Linked DNA regions of Sus scrofa: all the other regions are linked to region 4. A link is a contact called in public promoter capture Hi-C and targeted proximity ligation data. All regions are on one chromosome and are shown on one strand. The core of a region is the stretch at or near the end of the contact, and the rest is flanking DNA. Distances in the headings are between cores, read along the strand shown. Region 1 holds the start of MXD1 (max dimerization protein 1). Region 2 has its middle 58 kb from the start of TGFA. Region 3 has its middle 95 kb from the start of TGFA. Region 4 holds the start of SNRPG (small nuclear ribonucleoprotein G).

Evidence for each region. Promoter capture Hi-C pulls out the DNA fragments that hold promoters and counts their contacts.
Region 1: a promoter capture Hi-C map of fetal liver shows a contact between it and region 4, with 7 times the contacts expected there. A contact is called at or near these places in 1 of 5 promoter capture datasets (fetal liver), 6 of 47 Hi-C or Micro-C datasets (fibroblasts, heart right ventricle, liver and 2 more) and 2 of 2 datasets of targeted methods (alveolar macrophages and skeletal muscle).
Region 2: a targeted proximity ligation map of alveolar macrophages shows a contact between it and region 4. A contact is called at or near these places in 3 of 5 promoter capture datasets (fetal liver, fetal skeletal muscle and liver), 16 of 47 Hi-C or Micro-C datasets (blood, brain, embryonic fibroblasts and 10 more) and 2 of 2 datasets of targeted methods (alveolar macrophages and skeletal muscle).
Region 3: a targeted proximity ligation map of alveolar macrophages shows a contact between it and region 4. A contact is called at or near these places in 3 of 5 promoter capture datasets (fetal liver, fetal skeletal muscle and skeletal muscle), 8 of 47 Hi-C or Micro-C datasets (adipocytes, alveolar macrophages, embryonic fibroblasts and 4 more) and 1 of 2 datasets of targeted methods (alveolar macrophages).

What each region holds. Positions count from the first base shown.
Region 1 is chr3:72,543,940-72,546,639 of Sscrofa11.1, reverse strand. MXD1 (max dimerization protein 1) reads left to right here and starts at 1,338. Exons shown (of 7, transcript XR_002342619.1): 1 at 1,338-1,658; 2 at 2,392-2,491.
Region 2 is chr3:71,888,715-71,891,414 of Sscrofa11.1, reverse strand. No RefSeq gene overlaps it. Among named protein-coding and RNA genes, the nearest start is that of TGFA, 58 kb to the left of the region's middle.
Region 3 is chr3:71,851,631-71,854,330 of Sscrofa11.1, reverse strand. No RefSeq gene overlaps it. Among named protein-coding and RNA genes, the nearest start is that of TGFA, 95 kb to the left of the region's middle.
Region 4 is chr3:72,197,330-72,200,029 of Sscrofa11.1, reverse strand. It overlaps SNRPG (small nuclear ribonucleoprotein G), which reads right to left and starts at 1,308. Exons shown (of 4, transcript XM_003125052.4): 1 at 1,155-1,308. The coding sequence starts at 1,186.

The sequences.
Region 1 (2,700 bases), core at 89-2,588, 350 kb before region 4:
TATCTAATGGGATTATATTAAGGATTAGGATAATGTAGGTAATTTACCTCACACGTATAAGCTATTGTTTTCATATACTGACAACAATAAACTTTTTTTTAAAAGCTTTGTTAAATATGTTCATGCTTCACTCATTTCTACCTTCAGGATTCTCAATTTACCAACAGTTTTATTTCTGCTTTTTAAAATGGAGATATCTCAGGAATCGTCATAGGTTTAGGGAACAATTCTTCAAGTTTTTTATGTACATTTATATTGGTACCACCCCCAACACAAACACCGTTTATAGCCGTCTCGAAAAGGAAGTATTCTTTTGAACGTTTTCGTCTAGAAAAGGGAAGATATTTATGAAAGAATCTCAGGATTCCACGTCAACCTGCAGGTATAGGAAGTTTCCGAGCTTTTAAAACCCACTCGCGTGAGGAAGTAATTAGCAGCACCTGCGGCGAGGGTCGTGCCTTTGGAGAGGCCAGCGCTGCATGCAGCTGCCCCATTCCAGCACTTGAGAAGAGAAAAGGCTGGGCGGCGAGCATTTAACAGGAGACAGGCTTTTCCCCTCAAGCCCAACAGCCACGTGGCGCCTGGCAGAGTCTCAGGCCCACCGCCCTGTTCTCGGGCTGCGGGCCGCTCCCTTCAGGGGATTCTCTGCGGTGCCCTCAGCCGCCCAAGTCCCAGGACGTCTGGAACCTCTGGGTCGCTGTCGGCGGACCCAGGGACCCGGCCCCGAACCGGAGCGGGACACAGCGCCCAGGTGACGCTCGGCGCCACCTTCCACTTGAGGGTTGCCCAGCAGGTCCTCGAAACTTTTCCCCGGAGACAGGTCTCGGCAACAGGCGGAGCCGGGTGGAGCCGCGCCCCGGGGCAGCCGGTGAATCAGCGCGGCTTGCGGCGCCGGGGTCAGCCCTTCCAGCCAAAGCCAGATCCGGGGAGGAGTAGCCGGGCTGCTGACCACCACCCGTTCAGGGTTCGCTGGCCTGGGGAAAGGCGACGTCATCATAGCTGGGCGGTGTCGGAAGGCTCCCCCAATGGGAGACAGGCAAAGTGGCTTGCTTTCTGTACCTCTTGGCCAATACTAACAAAGCAGAAGGGGCCCCGGTTGTCAGTATAGAACCAATGGAAAACAGGGAAGGAGCACAAGGCGGAGTTGCGAGTCCTGTCACCAATTGGGAAGAGGGGGTGGAGCCCGGGCCTTGTCAAGCGTGACCAACCAACAAGAGGAGTGGACTCTGGGGGGCGGGGCCGTGATTCCCTCCCCCAATCGCACAAGGCCATGGGCGGGGCATTCTCTGGGGTGCCCAATGAGGAACGCAGCCGAAGCGGGCCTGTCAAGAGAAGGGGCTGGGGGCGGGGGGACGGTGAGTCGGGATAAACACTCCGCGGCGGTGGCGGCTGCTGCTCTTCTCTGGGTTCTGTCAGTGTCGGCGGTGCCCAGCTCACCGGTCCCCTCCCCCTTCTGGCGAGCGTGGTCGCAAGAGAGGCTCTCTCAACCCTGCTCTGCCGGGTCCTCAGTGGGGCGCGCGTGTCCGGCGGCGGCAAACCCGTGGGCAGTGGGGGTTGGTCCCGTGGCTCCGGCCCCCGGTGCAGAATGGCGGCGGCGGTTCGGATGAACATCCAGATGCTGCTGGAGGCGGCGGACTACTTGGAGCGGCGGGAGAGAGGTGCACGGGGACGTGAGGGGTCCGGCCAGAGCAGGGGCCGGGGGCTCTGAGAGGCCTGGCTGAGGGTCTGGGCGCCCGGCCGCTCCGGGGGTGGTTGGAGGAGCTGAGAGCGCGACCGCGAGCGCTCCCAACCCCTCCAGCTCTCCCCACGCGCGGTCCGAAAGGAGGCCGCCACTGCCCAGAGGCAATGAATGGGGGTGGAAAAGGGGCTGCTGTCCCCGGGGTCCTGAGCGTCGCCCCCTCCCCACCCCGTAGCGAGTGTGGTGCCTGGGGTTCCCTCAGCCAGGGCCGTCCCGGCCGGCCCTCAAGTGGACCTGGCTCCGGGTATCCCAGCCGGAGGGGCAGCGCCTCCCCTGTCCCCCATCCTCCTTTTCCGGCTCTGAGTCCCGGTGTTCACCCTGCCCCTTCGCCTGAGGCTGGTCCCACTTACTACACACCAACCTGCTGGACGCTGCCAATGGGAAACCCAGGCTCCATGGGACTTGCTGTGTCTTTCTCAACAATGAGCAGCTGGAATGCTCCTTCCACCTGCTCCGAACTGAGGGTATTCACACTCAATTTAAAAAGGCAATCATTGTTCTGAGAATTCCACCTTGTTCCGTTTTATTATTTCCACAATATTCTATTAATGAGAAATACATCAATTTCTCATTAAATAATCAATTTCTCAGGGAGGGGAGAGAGTATTGAACGTTCTGGGCTCATTCATTAACTGGATCCTCCGGTTTTCTAGAAGCTGAACATGGTTATGCCTCCATGTTACCATACAATAACAAGGACAGAGATGCCTTAAAACGGAGGAGCAAATCCAAGAAGAACAACAGCAGTAGCAGGTAATTTGGTAAATATTTCCCTTTCTCTTTTAGATTATACTGCGGATGATACAAATTGCAGAATGGAAGTGATAGCCCTGTAAATGAAGTGGTATTCAGGCTCAGTCATGTCCACATGCTCTTAAGGCACTGGAGGAAGCCCTTCTGTTTGGGTTGAAAGGACTAAAAAGAAGAAAAGGAAAATGTTCTCTCTGTCCTTATGAACTTTT
Region 2 (2,700 bases), core at 200-2,699, 310 kb after region 4:
TGCAGGTTTGAACCCGGCCTTGCTCAGTGGGTTATGGGTCCAACATTGCTGCAAGCTGAGGTGTAGTTCTCAGAGGCAGCTCAGATCTGGTGTTGCTGTGGCTGTGATGTAGGCAGGCAGCTGCAGCTCCAGTTCGAACCCTAGCCCGGGAACTTCCATATACTGCATGTGTAGCCATAAAAATAAAAAAAAATAATTAAGAATAAGTAATTTAAAAAGAGGAACATTTCCAGGTGCCCAGGGGGCAGAAAGATGGGATCTGGAAACATGGGACCCCATGGTGCACAGAAAACAGGACATGCTTTGCTGTGACCAGGCATGAACTGAAAGGTGGGGCTGGGCAACTGGGGCAGGAAAGGTTGGTGGAGCACCTCAGGCCAGAGTGGGGAGACCCCAGGGAGCCTGGATCCTCCCCACCTCTACCAAGTGGGGGCCTGGTGACTCTCTGTCTCCGAGATTTGCTGAATCTGGGTCCATGGAGCTTTTAACCCTGCTGGAGCCTGGAGAAAGTGTTGCCTAAGAGGTGGCAGAGCTGCTAGAAGAGCACCTGCAGGATGTTGCACCTCTGCCACCTGGGTCAGCAAAAATGGGAGGGTTTCTCACAGCTCAGCCGACCCCCAGAGGGTGGCTAGGCTTGAGTATCTTTCAGGTAAAGGGACTTCGGTGCCATTTGCTGAGGGGTGGGGAACCACCTGAGACTGGGAACTTGCATGGGCAAGGCTTTATTGGTCCAAGGCAGGACAGCATTGGGGGGTCTGCCCCACAGAGGTCACCAGGGACCCATAAGTGACACCTACTTTTCTAGTAGCAACACCTGCAAAGGGACCATAAGAGGGACATCTCCCCTCAGAGCTTGGGCTCAGAATGAGAGGGGGTGGGGGGTACTTATGGGCCTCATCCCTCACCCCAGGCTACCCTTGTCTCCAAGCTGCCAGGACCAAAACTTTAGCCTGCCCTGGAGTTTTCAGTACAGGAGTGAGATTCTTTTAATCATGAAAAGTAGTTAAAAAAAAAAAGAAAAGAAAAAGAAAAAGAGAGAGATCTGGAGTCTTGACAAACTGCCAATAGGAAAGCTGCTACACAGTGGGTAAAGGATGTATGAAAGGGTACACAGCTGGAGAGCTGTTATGGAGAAAAATAAAAATACTTCATGTCTTTACCCCAATGAGCTGAACTTTCTCAATAAATGGAGTGTTTGGTCGACATTTGCTGGTGGCTAATTGATGCTGATGAGAGAGATGGTTACACAGCACGGCCACTGCAGTACTTCTTAAAAGTCGTCTCCCCTCCCCGACAGCTGCTCAAACTCCCCATCTTCTTCCACCACCCCCTAAGCCTTTTTCCTCCCTGTGTTTTCTCCTGTAAAGCAATCTACCTCTCCCATCGGCTCATCCCCACCCACCAAACCTGTCTTGCGGAGACCTGACCTCAGCAGGCTGAGTCACGCCTGCATCATAGCTGGTGTCAAGGTCTGCATCCCACTTCCGGTCCCAACCCCATGGTTCCCTGAGGGGAGCTGCTTTCTCTTCCGCTTTCTGAATTGGATTCCCCAACAGCAAGAAATCAGGCTTCCTGGGCAAATCTTAAGTTTGCTCACGCCCTTGACCATTAATTGTTCCTGGGTTTTACCTGAGCCAGCTGTTCCTGCCTTTGCAAACAGCGCCCTGGTGTGCCCTGGCATGAACTGCTGCAGGAGCCCTGAGGTCCTGACCGCAGGCCCTGTCCCCATTCCCCTTCCCCTTGACACACAGTGGTGAGCTCTGAATTCCTGCACGTCTCGGCTTTGCTGTAGAGCCTTTCTAGGGTTGGCAGGCATCCTGCCAGAGCTGGCTCTGTGGCTTTGTGCCCACAGGTAATTATTAGGGGCGGGCTCTGTGCACCCTCTTAACCTCCTCTACTTCCAGCCCTGGGGGTCCGCCACCCCGGCAGCCTTTGGAGGAGTATCTGACCGCAGGATGGACGTGTGTGGTACAGCAGGGGGTCTGCTTGGTGGCTGGTCCCGCCATGACCTTCTGCTCTCCCGTGGCCAAACTGGGGTTCTGAATATGTCCAGTCATGTCAGCCACAGACCTCCTCATCCATGAAAGGATCCAATATCTGTGGGAACTGTGCTTTTATATACAATACTGAGCAAGTACTAATTCTCAGCCTGTACTTTCTGACAGACTTAAACTCAGCCTTGCGTATATAAAGCCACACAGGTGTGGTTCTCCATTTCACAGATCTGGACTCTTTGGACCCTAAAATTTCCTGTGGCACCCTCCCCCAATTCTAATTCGGAACCAGAATTTCAGGTTGCAGAATATCCCCTGAAACCAGGCAGGGCCGTGTGGGTTCCTGGGCACACAAGCCTTTCTGTGTCCCCCATTTCTTGTTTTTAGGGAATAAACCTGAGCCTCCATGACCCTCCCAGAGTTCCAACTCAGATCCTGAGTTGCTGTGGCTGTGGTGTAGGCCAGCAGCTACAGCTCTGATTTGACCCCTACCCTGGCAATTTCCATATGCCGTGGGTATGGCCCTAAAAAGCCAAAAAAAAAAAAAAAAAGGAATATGGATAACAATATCTTTGAGTTCTTCTGCTGAGCTAAACCCCTCAACAAATGGAAGATGTTAATAAAGTGGTCTTTATTCCAGGAAAGAAGACCACCAGACCACTGAACACTAGCTTGGAAAGCAAAGCAAGCTTGCCTCTACCCTGAT
Region 3 (2,700 bases), core at 6-2,505, 350 kb after region 4:
TGGTGTAGGCAGGCAGCTGTGGCTCCGAGTCAACCCCTAGCCTGGGAACTTCCATGTGCCAAGGTGTGGCGCTAAAAAGCAAAAAAAAAAAAAAAAAAAATGGGGGGAGATAATGACAAGCACAACAACAACAACAATAATAGTATCCTTTCGAAGTGCTTGCTGATGCCAGATATTGTGTGAGGACTGTGTCTACCTTATCCCAGGGAGCCCACACAGTACCTCAGGGGGCAGGTACTACTATGGAGCCCATTTTGCAGATGAGAAAACTAAGGCCTGGAGCATATAATTGACTGCTGGTAAGTAGAGATGCTGGCATGTGAACGTAAGCCTTCCGGCTGCAAAGCCAAGGTATATAGGCTGATAAGAAAATCTAGGGAGAAATTCCATCAGTATGCAGAAGAGTTTGGGGAAGTTCCAATAATACCCCAAAGGAAGAAAGAGTTTGGGGACCAGAGTTCCAGCCAAGCCACCATCCTGCCTTCCACCTCAGGCTGCAGGCTATTGCACCTCTGGTCCATCCCTGCTCCTGGGGCTTATGTAAGATTTAGTCAGCTTTCCAGTGGCTTGATGATGTGGGAGGAACAGCATAAAATGTCCTAGAATAAAATGTTATTCAGTTCTTTCCAAACCCCCACGGGCTTCTGAATCCTTCAAGTCCAGGAAAGTCAAACCACTCTAGCCTTAATCAGTTCTTAATCTTCAAAGTGGGAAGAAGATAAATCTGTGGGTTGCTTTTTACCCTTGCCCAGGGTGTGAGAAACATCTGAAGGTGGGAAAAAAAAATGGAGGGTCAGCTGTACAGTGTCTTTTCTGCTTTTGCTACGGAAAAGGTGATTGATTTTGTAATTAATGATGGTCCCCTTTTGATGAGTGACGTCGGGAGTTCACAGCTTCAGTGCCTGTGAATAGCCAGCCGCAAGAGAGCGCTCCAGGGCCGGCCGTGCCGCCCGCCGTGGGAAAGGCAGTCCCTCCAAATCCCCGGTGTTCTCAATTCTTCCTCCTCCCGGTGGGTACCCTGGGCACCATGCTGGATACTGCAGAGGATGGGGCCCCCTGCTGGGTGCCAGGCCATAGGAGCCCATACTTGAAGGACGAGGTGAAGAGTAGGAAGCGAGCATACAAACACAGGATGGTTGAGACCCAGGATAGTGTCCTGGAATCCCAGCACGGAAGGCTGGTGGCACACTCAGGGCAATGGGGCATGCCCAGTCATTGAAGGATCTGACAGCTCTGAAGCAGGGACTGGGATTCATGTGGCCGAGGGCGCCCCCTGGAGGCCACAGGGCAGTGCAAAGAGCCTGGAAAGGGCCCGAGCTTCTTGAAACTTGGTGACAGGTCACAACCAACTCAGTGGGCCAAAAGGCACACACATGTTATTTTTAACTTTTTGTCCATCTTCCTATAGAAAACAAACAAAAAACACAAAACCCTGCTGCCTATTGAATGTTCTATGTAGTTAGTGAGAATTGAAAACATGAAGCAAGTTTTCTTCAAAAGTTAATGTGTTGATTGTTATAAAGGTCAAAGGCAATTTGTTTGTTTGTTTTTTGGGGGCCGTACCCTGGACCATGGAGGTTCCCAGGCTAGGGATCTAATCAGAGCTGTAGCCGCCGGCCTACACCAGAGCCACAGCAACGCCGGACGGTCCCCTTTTGATGAGAGACGTCAGGATCATTAACTCACTGAGCAAGGCCAGGGTCGAACCCCCGTCCTCATGGATGCTAGTCGGGTTCGTTTACCACTGAGTCTGGGGGTCTTTGCCTGTTGGGGATCCGGCATTGCCGTGAACTGTGGTGTAGATCACAGATGCGGTTTAGATATGGCGTTGCTGTGGCTGTGGCATAGGCCAGTGGCTACAGCTCCCATTAGACCCCTAGCCTGGGACCCTTCTTATGCCGCGGGTGCAGCCCTAAAGGGACAAAAGACAAAAACAAAGACAAAAACAAAAAAAAACACCTTAGGGGGATTAAAGCGCTGGTGGCCTGGGTCTGTTGGCTGGAAAGGACAAGGCCCCTGAGCAGAGTGCAGCTGGTGCCCCCACAAGGGTCCTAGGACTGGCGAGGGCAGAGGCTGGATGCTCCACTGGACCCAGCTCCCCGGCCTGGGGTGGAGCCTTTGGGAACCAGTGGAAAGCCCTTGACCTCTGTGGGGACTGGGCCAGTGTGGGAGCCTCAAGGCAGCTGTAGTCAAGTGATGCCAGAGTGTGTGGGATCCATTTTCACAGCTGTGTTTGCAAAAATCCACAGCACAAGTGGATTCATGTCACTCCAGGTGTCTTCCTCATGTTTGTAGGCAAGGTGTCCCCCTGGGTGCTAGGACAATTCTAGATAGAGGCGGCTGAGGGAGGCCTCGAGAGGGCAAGGCTGGCCTTTCTTCCCACATGATTATATGTAGAACAATCGATGGCCAGAAAATCAGAGGCATGGTCACATCTGTACCCCAAGCTTAGTCATGGGGCCTGGGTGACATTAACAGTCCAGTGGGGTTACAGGCCCAGACCTAGAGGCCAGGGCAGCAAATGCCACTGTCAGTAGTGACTCCATGAGCATCACCACGTGGAGGCTGGGATTAGAGGACTTTAGTCTCCTCATGGAAGGAGCCCCGGAGTTTGGGAGATGGCTAAGGGATAAGAGGAAGGTGCCTCCCTACGAGTCACCAGGAAGTAGCCACCTCGAAATGCCACCTGCGGAAAGGAAG
Region 4 (2,700 bases), core at 59-2,558:
AAAAAAAAAGATTTCGGGCCTCGTGGGTGGCATGCGGAAGTTCCTGGGCTAGGGACTGAACTTGAACCACAGCAGTGCCATGTTGGATCCTTAACCGGCTGAGCCACGAGGGAACTCCAAAAAAAGATGGTAAGGAAGAAAAAGTTAAAAGTCATTTTGGAGGTAGACCTGGCAGGATCTCACAATTATTGAAATCTACATATAAGAAAAGAAAGGTAATTAAAAACTCTCATTAATATCTTAAGAATCAAAAAGGAAATCTTACCAAGAACACCCCCCCAACAAAAGAGCCTTCTCTAATTAGAGAAAAATGAATGTTCTCACGCATTCCAGTTAACAGAGCAAAATATCACACATTCAAGTTCAACCTAAGTGCAAGAAATTAAGAAAAAAGAACGGGATTTCTTTTTTTTTTTTTGTCTTTTTGCTATTTCTTTGGGCCGCTCCCGCGGCATATGGAGGTTCCCAGGCTAGGGGCTGAATCGGAGCTGTAGCCACTGGCCTACACCAGAGCCACAGAAACGCGGGATCCGAGCCGAGTCTGCAACCTACACCACAGCTCACGGCAACGCCGGATCCTTAACCCACTGAGCAAGGGCAGGGACCGAACCCGCCACCTCATGGTTTCTAATCGGATTCGTTAACCACTGCGCCACGACGGGAACTCCCAAGAACGGGATTTCTAAGTTAAAGCTCAAAGGAACCACCAACACACTAAGATGAAGGCAGCTTTTGAATTTCTCATATACCATCAAAACAATTCCATTCCATCCACCTCCTTAGTTCCTTACAGAATTACTGTCCAACCACCTTATCTCGAACGTGATGCTACTCAAGGCGTTCAGCTAACTGTGGTATTCAAGATCTTTAAGTAACGAAGGATCGAGTGCCAGAGACCCGGCCAGGAACTCCGGCCTGGGAGGCAAACCTGCAGACGGAGGGGCCTTTACGTCTTTGAAAAGCATGCCCACCAGGCCGAAATACAACATTTGCGCGGGATGCAGGCCCGGAAACGTGGGACGGTGGCCCGGATCGCGGCGGCAGCCAGTGGCAATAAGCACGGCAGACACACTCTCCGGAAATGGCTGGGGATCCAAGGAACTCAAGGCCTACAAAGAAGCCGCCATTTATGCGCGGCCCTCATGCATACTTACTTCTTCAACTCCGGCGGGTGAGCTTTGCTCATGATGCCTACTCCGCGAACTCAAAGAAACCTCCAAACGGAATTCGTGTTCTCCCTCACGCTCCAGCGGTAGGCCCGGTGCTTTGCGTCTGACGTCACTGATCCCGTTAGCCAATTGATTGTTGGCCGCTTTCACGTTTCACGTCGCGATACTTAGGAAAATCCTGAGCTCGCAGATCAGTCCCAAGCTTCCGTTGTGTCGCCAGGGATTGGCTAGAGCGGAGGGGTGGGGCCTCCAGTCTTTATATTCCTCTTTGTAATTGGGTTGCTGTTCCTGCCTCTAGCATTTGAAGGACGCTGGTTAACTCATTGTCTTTGTGGGTTGCAAAGTTGTCTTGACGCTACCAGATGAAAATAAGCTCTGGAGGGGTAGGCTCCTAAAAATTTCTTTGGCATGTGTGTGCATACTTCCATGTGTTGTTCTTCCCTTTGTTGTCCTCTGCAAACACTGCGGTTTTTTTTTTTTTGGTCTTTTTAGGACCGAACCCTCCGCATATGGAAGTTCCCAGGCTGTGGGTCAAATCTGCGCTGCAGCTGCTGGCTTTTGCCATAGACAAAGCAACGCTGGATTCTTAACCTACTGAGCGAGGCCAGGAATCAAACTAGTATCCTCATGGATACTAGTCCGGTTCTTAACTCCCTGAGCCACATCGGGAACTCGTTTTTTTTTTTTTTTTAATTTAGCAAATTGAAGGTTTGAGGCAGCCCAGAGTCCAGCAAATCTCCCAGCGCCATTTTCCCAAGAGCATTTGTTCACTTTGTGTCTGTGTCATTTTGATAATTCTTACAGTATTTCAAATTTTTTCATTACTGTATTCGTTATGGTGATCTATGATAGGTAATCACACTAAGAAAAAAAAAATCTTGTGACTTGCTTTGAGGTATTTGCTTCACTGTTGAACCTGTGGTATTTTAGTATTCCCACAGGATGTCATGCTACAACTAAGGTTCTAGTAACAGCTCAGTTAACGACCTCTGCACCAAAGGAATAGAGTGAGGGGGCCTCAGTTTCCAAAAATTTTAATCTAGAGGAGTTCCCGTCGTGGCGCAGTGGTTAACGAATCCGACTAGGAACCGTGAGGTTGCGGGTTCGGTCCCTGCCCCTGCTCAGTGGGTTAACGATCCGGCGTTGCCGTGAGCTGTGGTGTAGGTTGCAGACATGGCTCGGATCCCGCGTTGCTGTGGCTCTGGCGTAGGCCGGTGGCAACAGCTCCGATTCGACCCCTAGCCTGGGAACCTCCATATGCCGCGGGAGCGGCCCAAAGAAATAGCAAAAAGACAAAAAAAAAAAAAAAAAAAAAAAAAATTTTAATCTAGAGGTCATAAGTATATTCCCCACGGACAGTCCTGCAATGCTTCCAAAACCCCACTTAACTGTACCTTGCCCCTCTATATAAAGTATGAAGAGCAGCACACAGATGATTTCTAAAATATTGATTTTCAAGTCGAAAGGTGTAAAAAATGGTCTGATTTGATCCTAGTTAAGTTTCCCAAAAGAGGAGCAGCCCACATTTATG